Regions from separate parts of the Mus musculus genome. Here regions 1 and 3 are each linked to region 2. A link is a contact called in public Hi-C data. All regions are on one chromosome and are shown on one strand. Each heading gives the region's core, a stretch centred on a gene start, on an enhancer-like site or on the middle of the called end of the contact. The rest is flanking DNA. Distances are from core to core; before and after follow the strand shown. Region 1 overlaps Antxr1 (anthrax toxin receptor 1). Region 2 holds the start of D6Ertd527e (DNA segment, Chr 6, ERATO Doi 527, expressed). Region 3 overlaps Antxr1 (anthrax toxin receptor 1).

Evidence for each region. A called contact is a pair of places that touch in the nucleus more often than the background predicts.
Region 1: a Hi-C map of uterus shows a contact between it and region 2, with 2.3 times the contacts expected there. The contact joins the enhancer-like site here to the promoter of D6Ertd527e in region 2. A contact is called at or near these places in 14 of 484 Hi-C or Micro-C datasets (the C2C12 cell line, CD4 T cells, the G1E-ER4 cell line and 8 more), 3 of 115 datasets of contacts at active chromatin or transcription factors (effector CD8 T cells, embryonic stem cells and pancreatic cancer cells) and 4 of 9 other capture datasets (adipose tissue, liver, macrophages and 1 more).
Region 3: a contact with region 2 is called in a Hi-C map of cerebral cortex, with 4 times the contacts expected there. The contact joins the enhancer-like site here to the promoter of D6Ertd527e in region 2. A contact is called at or near these places in 3 of 39 promoter capture datasets (the C10 cell line, hematopoietic stem and progenitor cells and liver), 1 of 15 datasets of contacts at CTCF or cohesin (large pre-B cells), 25 of 484 Hi-C or Micro-C datasets (the AML12 cell line, B cells, the C2C12 cell line and 18 more), 5 of 115 datasets of contacts at active chromatin or transcription factors (astrocytes, effector CD8 T cells, embryonic stem cells and 2 more) and 3 of 9 other capture datasets (adipose tissue, liver and pancreatic islet).

What each region holds. Positions count from the first base shown.
Region 1 is chr6:87,142,426-87,145,125 of GRCm38.p6, reverse strand. The region is part of intron 17 of Antxr1 (anthrax toxin receptor 1); the gene reads left to right. Among named protein-coding and RNA genes, the nearest start is that of D6Ertd527e, 39 kb to the right of the region's middle. Within about 2 kb of position 1,290, at least 18 of the 459 cell types and tissues checked have an H3K27ac peak or open chromatin away from gene starts, as enhancers often do. A contact at or near this core is called in muscle stem cells and uterus, where this site is marked.
Region 2 is chr6:87,103,296-87,105,995 of GRCm38.p6, reverse strand. D6Ertd527e (DNA segment, Chr 6, ERATO Doi 527, expressed) reads right to left here and starts at 1,250. Exons shown (of 2, transcript NM_001167937.1): 1 at 1,154-1,250. The coding sequence starts at 1,170.
Region 3 is chr6:87,164,370-87,167,069 of GRCm38.p6, reverse strand. The region is part of intron 17 of Antxr1 (anthrax toxin receptor 1); the gene reads left to right. Among named protein-coding and RNA genes, the nearest start is that of Gm38851, 57 kb to the left of the region's middle. Within about 2 kb of position 1,354, at least 26 of the 459 cell types and tissues checked have an H3K27ac peak or open chromatin away from gene starts, as enhancers often do. A contact at or near this core is called in cerebral cortex, cortical neurons, muscle stem cells and 1 more, where this site is marked.

The sequences.
Region 1 (2,700 bases), core at 41-2,540, 39 kb before region 2:
ATTTTTAAGGGAACAACCCAGTAGAGAAGTGAGCAGAGCTTGTGAACAGGCCAGGAACTAAGGGTGTGGACAGAAACCTAACCTCGCATGTAATAAAACAACCACCATAGAAAGGACTCCACTCCCTCAGACCATTACACTGGAAACCTTCCCAACGTGTAACTGTGATTGAAGTCATCATAAAATAGTATTGCGACTACAAGTTGTTATCCATTTTTCTAGAAGAAAAGTTGACAATATGATCGATCACTGTGTTACACTGCATTAACTAACTCAGTGACTCTGCCTTGAATGACCAGTGGGCAAATGGAAGCAGTCCTATTATTTATAGCAGAGAGAGCTGGATTCCTACTGCCTCACAGTAAAGAACTTAACTACATCTCATGTTTCTGTGAAGGTTAAAAACATGAAGGAAGTTTGGGATCTACAGATGGTCAGTTAAAAATCCTAGCATGGGGGTGGGGCTCCAGAGCCACACCCACAGCTGTGGAGCTATGGGATTCAAAGGAAGGGAGACTCGCTCCTTTTTAGAGGTGACCATTGCCCTTGTACCCGTGGATAACCCATAGCCATATGCATATGGGCAGCTCTAATGGGACTGAGTGGATGACAGAGGCACCTAAAGCAAGAAAGGAGAGCCATTATGAAGAGGGACGGAGAGGTGTGGAGGAAGGGAATAGGGGGCAGATAGAGTTTATAGTAGACAGCTATGAAAGTTTCAAATAGTAAAACAAGAAAAATAGCAGGGACGTGAAGAGCCAGGCAGGGTTCAATGGCAGAGCCTTTGCCAAGCAAGTACAAGGTCCTGGATACAAGAGGCAGAATAAAGGGAGGGGTACCCATGGCATGTTATTTAATTTTTATACAGCCTGATTTGACTGTTGTAAATCCATGCACTGCATGGGTGTCTGTGATTTCTAAAACAGAAAAGCACAGAGGTATTTGAGTCCTGTTACCTGTGTTTCTTCTCCCCTCCTCTTTTTCCTCTTTCACTTCACGTATTTTCCTAGTTTTCAACAAATACAGAACTTTGCAATCAGATGAAAGGGAGCCGTATATTAAATAAATCATATCTCAGTAATAATTACTGACAAAGCGTGTGTCCCACTAAAGATAGGCCATTTTGTTTCCACCCTTCCCTTCGCTTCTCCGGCTCCCTCGTGCTTCCAAATATTTCCTCCACGCTTTCATCTTACCCCTGGTTTTGGCATCAAAAGACACGATTACAGAGAGCACGCCAGCTTGTGTGTCAGCAGAATGAATTAAATAATCAAGAGAGTTGACCTTGGATCCTTTTCCCGGACAGCACATAAAGAGCAGGCTAGGAGAGGAAATGTATTACAGACAAGCCGAGCCTGAGGTTGGAGGGAAGGGGGCTGGATGAACGCCTGCTGTTCACCCCGACAGCACGCTTTCTCTTGCCCTGGGCTCACACAGTACCTGTTTATCTCTGTCATGGAACTGGGCCTAGAATGTGAGTGCTGTCACAAGAAAAGCCAGAGCGTGGTGTCTTCTTTTGAAATGATGGATCGACATTAAAGTGTAGGGTTCAAAGACAGAAAAGAAAGTGAGGTAGGCCAAAGAGATTCCCAGGAGCCGGCCAACAGCTTGAGTTAAGAGCTTGAGTATCCTGTAGGAGGGAGACACTGAAAGTCAAAAGCAGAAAGAACACTGAATGTGTGTGTGCACTTACTACATATATACTTTATATACTGCTATATATGTGTGTGTATACATATGTATGGGCGTTTTATATGTAAACCTGTAATGTTAATGGAAAGGCAGGGCCAGGGAACCTTTGAACTACTTGACTTTTGTTTTAGATGTGCAGTAGTGAGAAGGGGGGAGAATCTCAGGGATTTAAATGTCCTCTTCTGCTTCTCTCCGACACACAGAAGATGGTGCCTCCCACCCCAGTTTTCACTTCCAGGGTTGGTTCTGCCTGCCCGCCTACCCCTACTTGGACATTCTGATTCTCAGGAGAGGGAATGCTACTGACCCAGCTCAGGTTAGATGCCTGGCTCTGGTCCAGTCAATGATGGCACCATCACAGATCACTAGGGTCCACTAGGGTCCAGCTGTTCTGAGTCATTAATTCTGTCTCCCTCTAGACTGTATCTTCTGGAGGGCAAGGCCCTGATGCTTGCCCAGTACTGGCTGAGGCCCCTAGTGATTGACAGACAATGCAACTGCTTCAGAAAGGACGCAGTGACTCAGAGTGGAAAAAGGCATGCATGGGAAGATGCTGCTCTGAAGTCCATGTCCTAATGCAGCACTAGTGTGCCAACTTCATCAGTTACAGCAGCAGACAGCAGTGAGCCAAAGAGTTTTATGGTCTAGCCTGAGAACCAGACATTCTTTCCAAGATCAATTTTCCTAACCACCATCCCAAACAGCCAACTCCAAACAAACTTTGGAAGATTAATCCTATTGTAACTTGAGAAATACCTACAGCCCTCCTAACAAGACAGCGCATGGGAAAACTAGGTCAGAGGAAAAGGTATTTGTAGAGAGAACTTGGCTTGTATGTTACACTCTTTCCGTGATTGCTTTAGTATTCTCTCTGTGAAATCCAATTTCCTTGAATGACCTCTGTTCATAGGAAACTATTTGGTTTAATTCGTGGGGCCATGGCATATGTTTAACCATCTCCAAAGGCCAGCTCCGTCTCTGCTGAGCATGCCTGATACCCAGATGTTT
Region 2 (2,700 bases), core at 1-2,500:
TATTCTATTTGTTGAATATTAACAGTTGAAAGTATTAAAATTATGTTCTATAAACATCATGGAATAAAAGAGCAGAGATGTGTGGTCAGAAAGTCAGGAAAGAGGAGGCTGCAAGGGAGGTCAGTCGATGGGCAAAGAAACTAGTAAGGCCATGGTAGGGTCTGTAAGGAATAGATTCTCCCCACAGATGAGGAGAGTTATGGTTTATTCTGACAGATGGTTTTCCTTAAAGTGAGCCCAGGAGAGGAGCATGTGCTTAACACTGTCCCAAAACAAACCAATGGAACCAGGAGACTCATCAGCCAGAAGCTGACCTGGGACAGTGCAAAACAAGGAGAGTCTGGGCTTAGGAAGGACTATGCAGAGAGAGCAAAACCTAAACCCTGTCCCATAGAGGGTACACTGAAGGGGAAAGGTGGGAGGATGCATTCCAGGGTGGGCGTGCTACGGAGTTAGAGGACCGTTCTGTGAGGGAAGGTCAGAGAAGCATAAGGGAATCCAAACAGCTATCTCCCAAGCCGGAGTCTGGAGGCAACACTGCTATGCACTGCCTTGAGCAGCAGGTCTCCCTACGATGGTACTCAGCCATTCTGTGCCCCCAGCTCTTCAGCTGGTGTCTTGGCACACCACCACCACCACCACAGTGCCAGCACCCACTGTCGCAAGAAGCCCAAGGAGACACCCCGAGTCCACAGCTCCAGTGATGTCACAACTGACATCACCAAAAACACGGGCAAAATGGCAACATAATTCAGAGAAAGATGGCAGACCCATAATGGTCTTCACCCTGGCAAGTGAATCTGGAACTGCAAGCTGAGGCTCACAAGAGAAATACTGTGGCAACTGTTGCAGACCAGCCCATGAGTGGGGCCAAGGCAACAGAGCCTGGGCAGACCCAGGATGGCTCATCTCGAGGAGGAGGAAAAGCAGGAAGTTGGAGGGACCAGGAAGAAGTATTGCTGCCTCTGCTGCAAAAAGGCAGATTGTCAACTGGAACTGCACTACTGGGATAGCCAACCAACCACGGGGTAAGAAGAGAGACAAATGGTGCCGCTGACAGAGAGGGCTGTTTGTGTTAGTTAGGATTCTTGTGCTGTGGTAAAACCCCATCACCAAAAACAACTTGGGGAAGAAAGGGTTTATTTCATCTTACAACTTGTAGTCCATCATCCAGAGAAGTCAGGGCAGGAGGTTCCTAGAGGCAGGAACCAATGCAGAGCCCACGGAGGAACTTGTTACAGGCTTGCTCCTCCTGGCTTGCTCAGGCGGCTTTCTTATGCCATCCAGGACCACCTGCCCAGGGGTCAGATGAGCCCTCCCACATCAATCATCAATCAAGAAAATGTGCTGCAGCCTTGCCCAATCTGGTGAGCAGTTTTCTCAACTGAGGTTCCCTCTTCTGAGATGACTTTTGCCTGTGTCAAGTTGACACAGAGCCTAGCCAGCACAGAGGTTTTAGGGGACAACTCCAAGCGGATTCCTGATTAAACAGCCCGGCAAGGTACCGTGAAATCCTCAGGTCTTGTCATAAAGAACAAAATGTCTTAACAGATGAAGAGTTTGAAGTGAGATAACTACAGTTACATCCTGATGACCGTGTCTCTTGAGTGTCAGGATGGTCCTGTGTAACTAAACACCCTAAAGATAGGTTGTTTTCCCGAGTCATGTGACTCACAGCTGCTTGCAACAGCTCAGATTCTGGCTATCTGAAACCTCCGTCCTCCATGCTCACAGCCCTCACAGGGCACACACACACACACACCAACAGGATGGGCAGATGGATGGATGGATGGACGAATGGATGGACGGACAGATGGACAGACAGACGAAACATAAAAATATTTTAAAATCACCTTTTTAAAGGTGGTAATTTCTTAGGGAAATCCCAGGTTTTTTCCAGAAGTTTTCAGAGTGGGTAATCAGTAGATATGGTTCCCATCCTGTGAGGGATCTATAGATTTGTGTGACAACTATCCCAAGTTTGGAAACTGAAAGTCAGTATTTGGCTGGCTGGCTGGCTGGCTGGCTGGCTGGCTGGCTAGCTGGTTGGTTGGTTGGCTGGTTGACTGGCTAGCTGGCTGGCTGACTGGCTGGTTGGTTGGTTGGTTGGTTGGTTGGTTGGTTGGCTGGTTGGTTGATTGGCTGGTTGGTTGACTGGCTGGTTGGCTGGTTAGTTTTGCACTCAGGACTGAGTCTAAGGCCCTAGGTGGCTGGGCAAGCACTTGCTACTCAGCACCCTTCCTAGCTCGGTTTTAAAGTCTGTGGAGCACCCAGCATGGCAGCTCCCTGCAGAGCAAGCAACAGGTGACAAGCAAGATTAGAGCCAGAGACTTTCCAGAAGCCTCCCTCCTATGCAGACACCCTTCAGAGAGACAGGTTTGGGGCACAAGCCTTCTCCAGTGTGACATGGAAGGATGGGGGATGGGGGCTGGGAGCTACCACTCCTATGTGAATTGGAGGTGGGATACAGATGGTGGAATGAGGTGGGGTGGGGGCTAGGAGCTACCACTCCTATGTGAATTGGAGGTGGGATACAGATGGTGGAATGAGGTGGGGTGGGGGCTGGGAGCTCCCACTCCTATGTGAATTGGAGGTGGGTACAGATGGTGGAATGAGGCTTAAGGAGAAGGCAATGCTTTACAAGCCCAGGTGTGGGGAACGGAAGACAGCTGTGACCAGGGAGGCTCAAGTACAGCCATG
Region 3 (2,700 bases), core at 105-2,604, 61 kb before region 2:
CTGCAGATGACCTCAGCGTGAAGGCGCGAGGTCTCACCCTTCTGCATGAAGCCAACCCAGCCAGTGTCTTCCTGGAAACAGAGAAAGGATGAGCCGTGGCTGCAGGTGTGATGCACATCTGCGTCCACTCCACACCCTCTTCTCTCAGACCCGCAGGAGCCTCTGCTCCTCAAGTCAGTGAACTTCAGTCACCCCCTCTGAGGCTGTCTCTGGCTCCCACTGTCTGCCCACACAAGGTGTTGTCTCGGACACCTGCTTTACAGTTGTTCGTAGGTGTCAAATACATTTGAGAGATGCTGTATTTAATGGAGTAATTACCACCACCACCACCCTCTCTGTTTTAATAAGCTGCTATGAACTGGAATCTTTGAGGAAAATCAATTATTCCGTTTTTCCTAAGCAGGCACATTTCTGTTCTCATAAATCATCGCCCGGGGCTGACGCTCTGTGGCAGGCACTCTGAGTGGCTAAGCTTCGTAATCCACCAGCTTCGCTCTGGGGACACTGCCCCTGTGGCTCTGCTTCAGCCTACAGACCTGTGGACTCCTGACTCTGCTCCACTCCTACTGAGACTTGCTGGGGTCCCTTCTTCTCTCAAAAGCTTTGCTGCCCTGGCCTAGGGTGGAGGTGTCCAGGCCTAATGTGTCCACCCTCACGTTGTTTCAGGTCACAGTTGTTAGGTTCTTCCCTTTCTGTCTCTGACACCTGGAAAATGGCATTATCCAGGAAGTCCTTTGTTAAGGCAGATAATCGTGGAAGGCAGGGAAGAGGAGGGAGAAAGAGGAAAAAATACATATGATAAAGGGAAGAGTCGCCAGGACCTTAGACAACAAACTTCTGCCCAGTGTAGCCAAAAGGCAGAGCCGTGGAAAGCAGGTTCCACTGCTTGGTAAAGAAAATATCCATGGGGCTCTTTGTCCTCACAGAACCAGCCAGTTCCTCTGCCCAGAGCAGAGCTGGACTCCTGCCATGCTCCACTGATGGGGCAGGAATCACTTTAGCACACCAGCTCTAAGGAGTCAGTATGCTAAGACCATGACCCCCCAACACAATCCCTGCTTTTTAATAAATATATGAGTATTGTACTATTATGAAAATAGCCCAAGTATTGGTCTCTGTGGGGTCTGTAAGCAGTATAACATACAGTCTACCATGGTACTAAATATTAACATTAATTGCCTGAGGAGTATAAAGAAATCAGCTGAGAGCTGCTACAGCAAAAGGCTGAAGCCTAGATCTGATCTTCCTTTCTCAGAGCCGAGGCCCACAGCAATTTGGGGCAGAATGCGCCTACGTGGCTGCCTGGAGCTCTGCCTCTCCAGGCTGGCTGGGCAGTCCGCAGCCTCCTTCTCAGCCAGATGGCCAACTGCCGGAGGTGGAGGCACAAGAAACGTTCCCACATCAGCTTCATACTTCTAAGGCACACACAAATGGCCATCCCTTTGAAGAAGCCTGGTTTCCTGGGACCAGGCTTTTATTCCTATTCATTTATTATTTTTTTTGAAATGCAAACAAAATGCATGCTGTCAGCAAGACTAAGCAGACATCCCCAAGAGAACCTCTTCTTGGTACAAGGGCAGTCGACTTCTGCTGACGTGGTTACCTTCTGCGTAAGCCAGTACCCTGCCAGGGTTCCACCCTGGAAAAGCTCGTCCTATGGAAGCACACGCTGGGTGGGTCCTGACTCCTCTCTCCAGCACTCCATTAAATGCCCAGATGGATTTCTTTCATGCATATGCATAAATCCCAGTCCAGGGCACCAGAGCAACACCTAAGTCACACTTCCAAATTTGATTCATGGAAAGAGCCAGGGCTTGGGTGCCAGAGCGCCTGGTTGCTAATCCACGTTCCCTATAAGTTTTACAAGCAGCCAGAGCTAGTAGCCAGACCTGAGGTGTCAGGAGAGAACAGCACTGAAGGCCAGGACAGGGCATGAAGAAAGTCCAACTAAATTCCAACTGTCCTTGCTCATCCCCAGAGTAGCCTGCATCACATGTGCTTGCCAGGCCCGGGACACAGCTCAGCATCATGTATGATTGCCAAGCCCAGGACACAGCTCAGCATCATGTGTGATGCCAGAGCCCAGGACACAGCTCAGCATCATGTGTGATGCCAGGCCCAGGACACAGCTCAGCATCATGTGTGATGCCAGGCCCAGGACACAGCTCAGCATCATGTGTGATGCCAGCCCCAGGACATGGCTCAGCAGCATGTGTGATGCCAGAGCCCAGGACATGGCTCAGTGGTTAAGTGTGTACTGTACAAGCTTGAGGATCTAAGTCCTCAGCCCTCACAACAAAGTCACAGCAGGTGGCACTATCTATAGACATAACACTGGAGGGGGAGGGACAGGAGGTTCCCCTGAGCCCACTAGCCAGCCAGGGTAGCCAAATTGGTGAGTTCTGGGCTTAGTGAAAAACTGTCAAAAAATAAGGTGCAAAGCATAGAGGATCTCTGGTCTTCGTAGGCATGTGCATGTGTGTGCATTTATAGTCATGCGCGTACACACAATGTTAATTTGTGAAACAAACAAAAATATAACCTTAGTTTTGTTCATGCACGATACACTTAACGCACCAGAACAGATTTTTCTCCCAATTATAAGTGAGATCGGCTCAAGCATTGGACCCCATACTTGCAGGACCACAGTCTGTATTAAGTCAGTCGCTAGAGAAACAAAACCCCATCTAGACCCAGCAT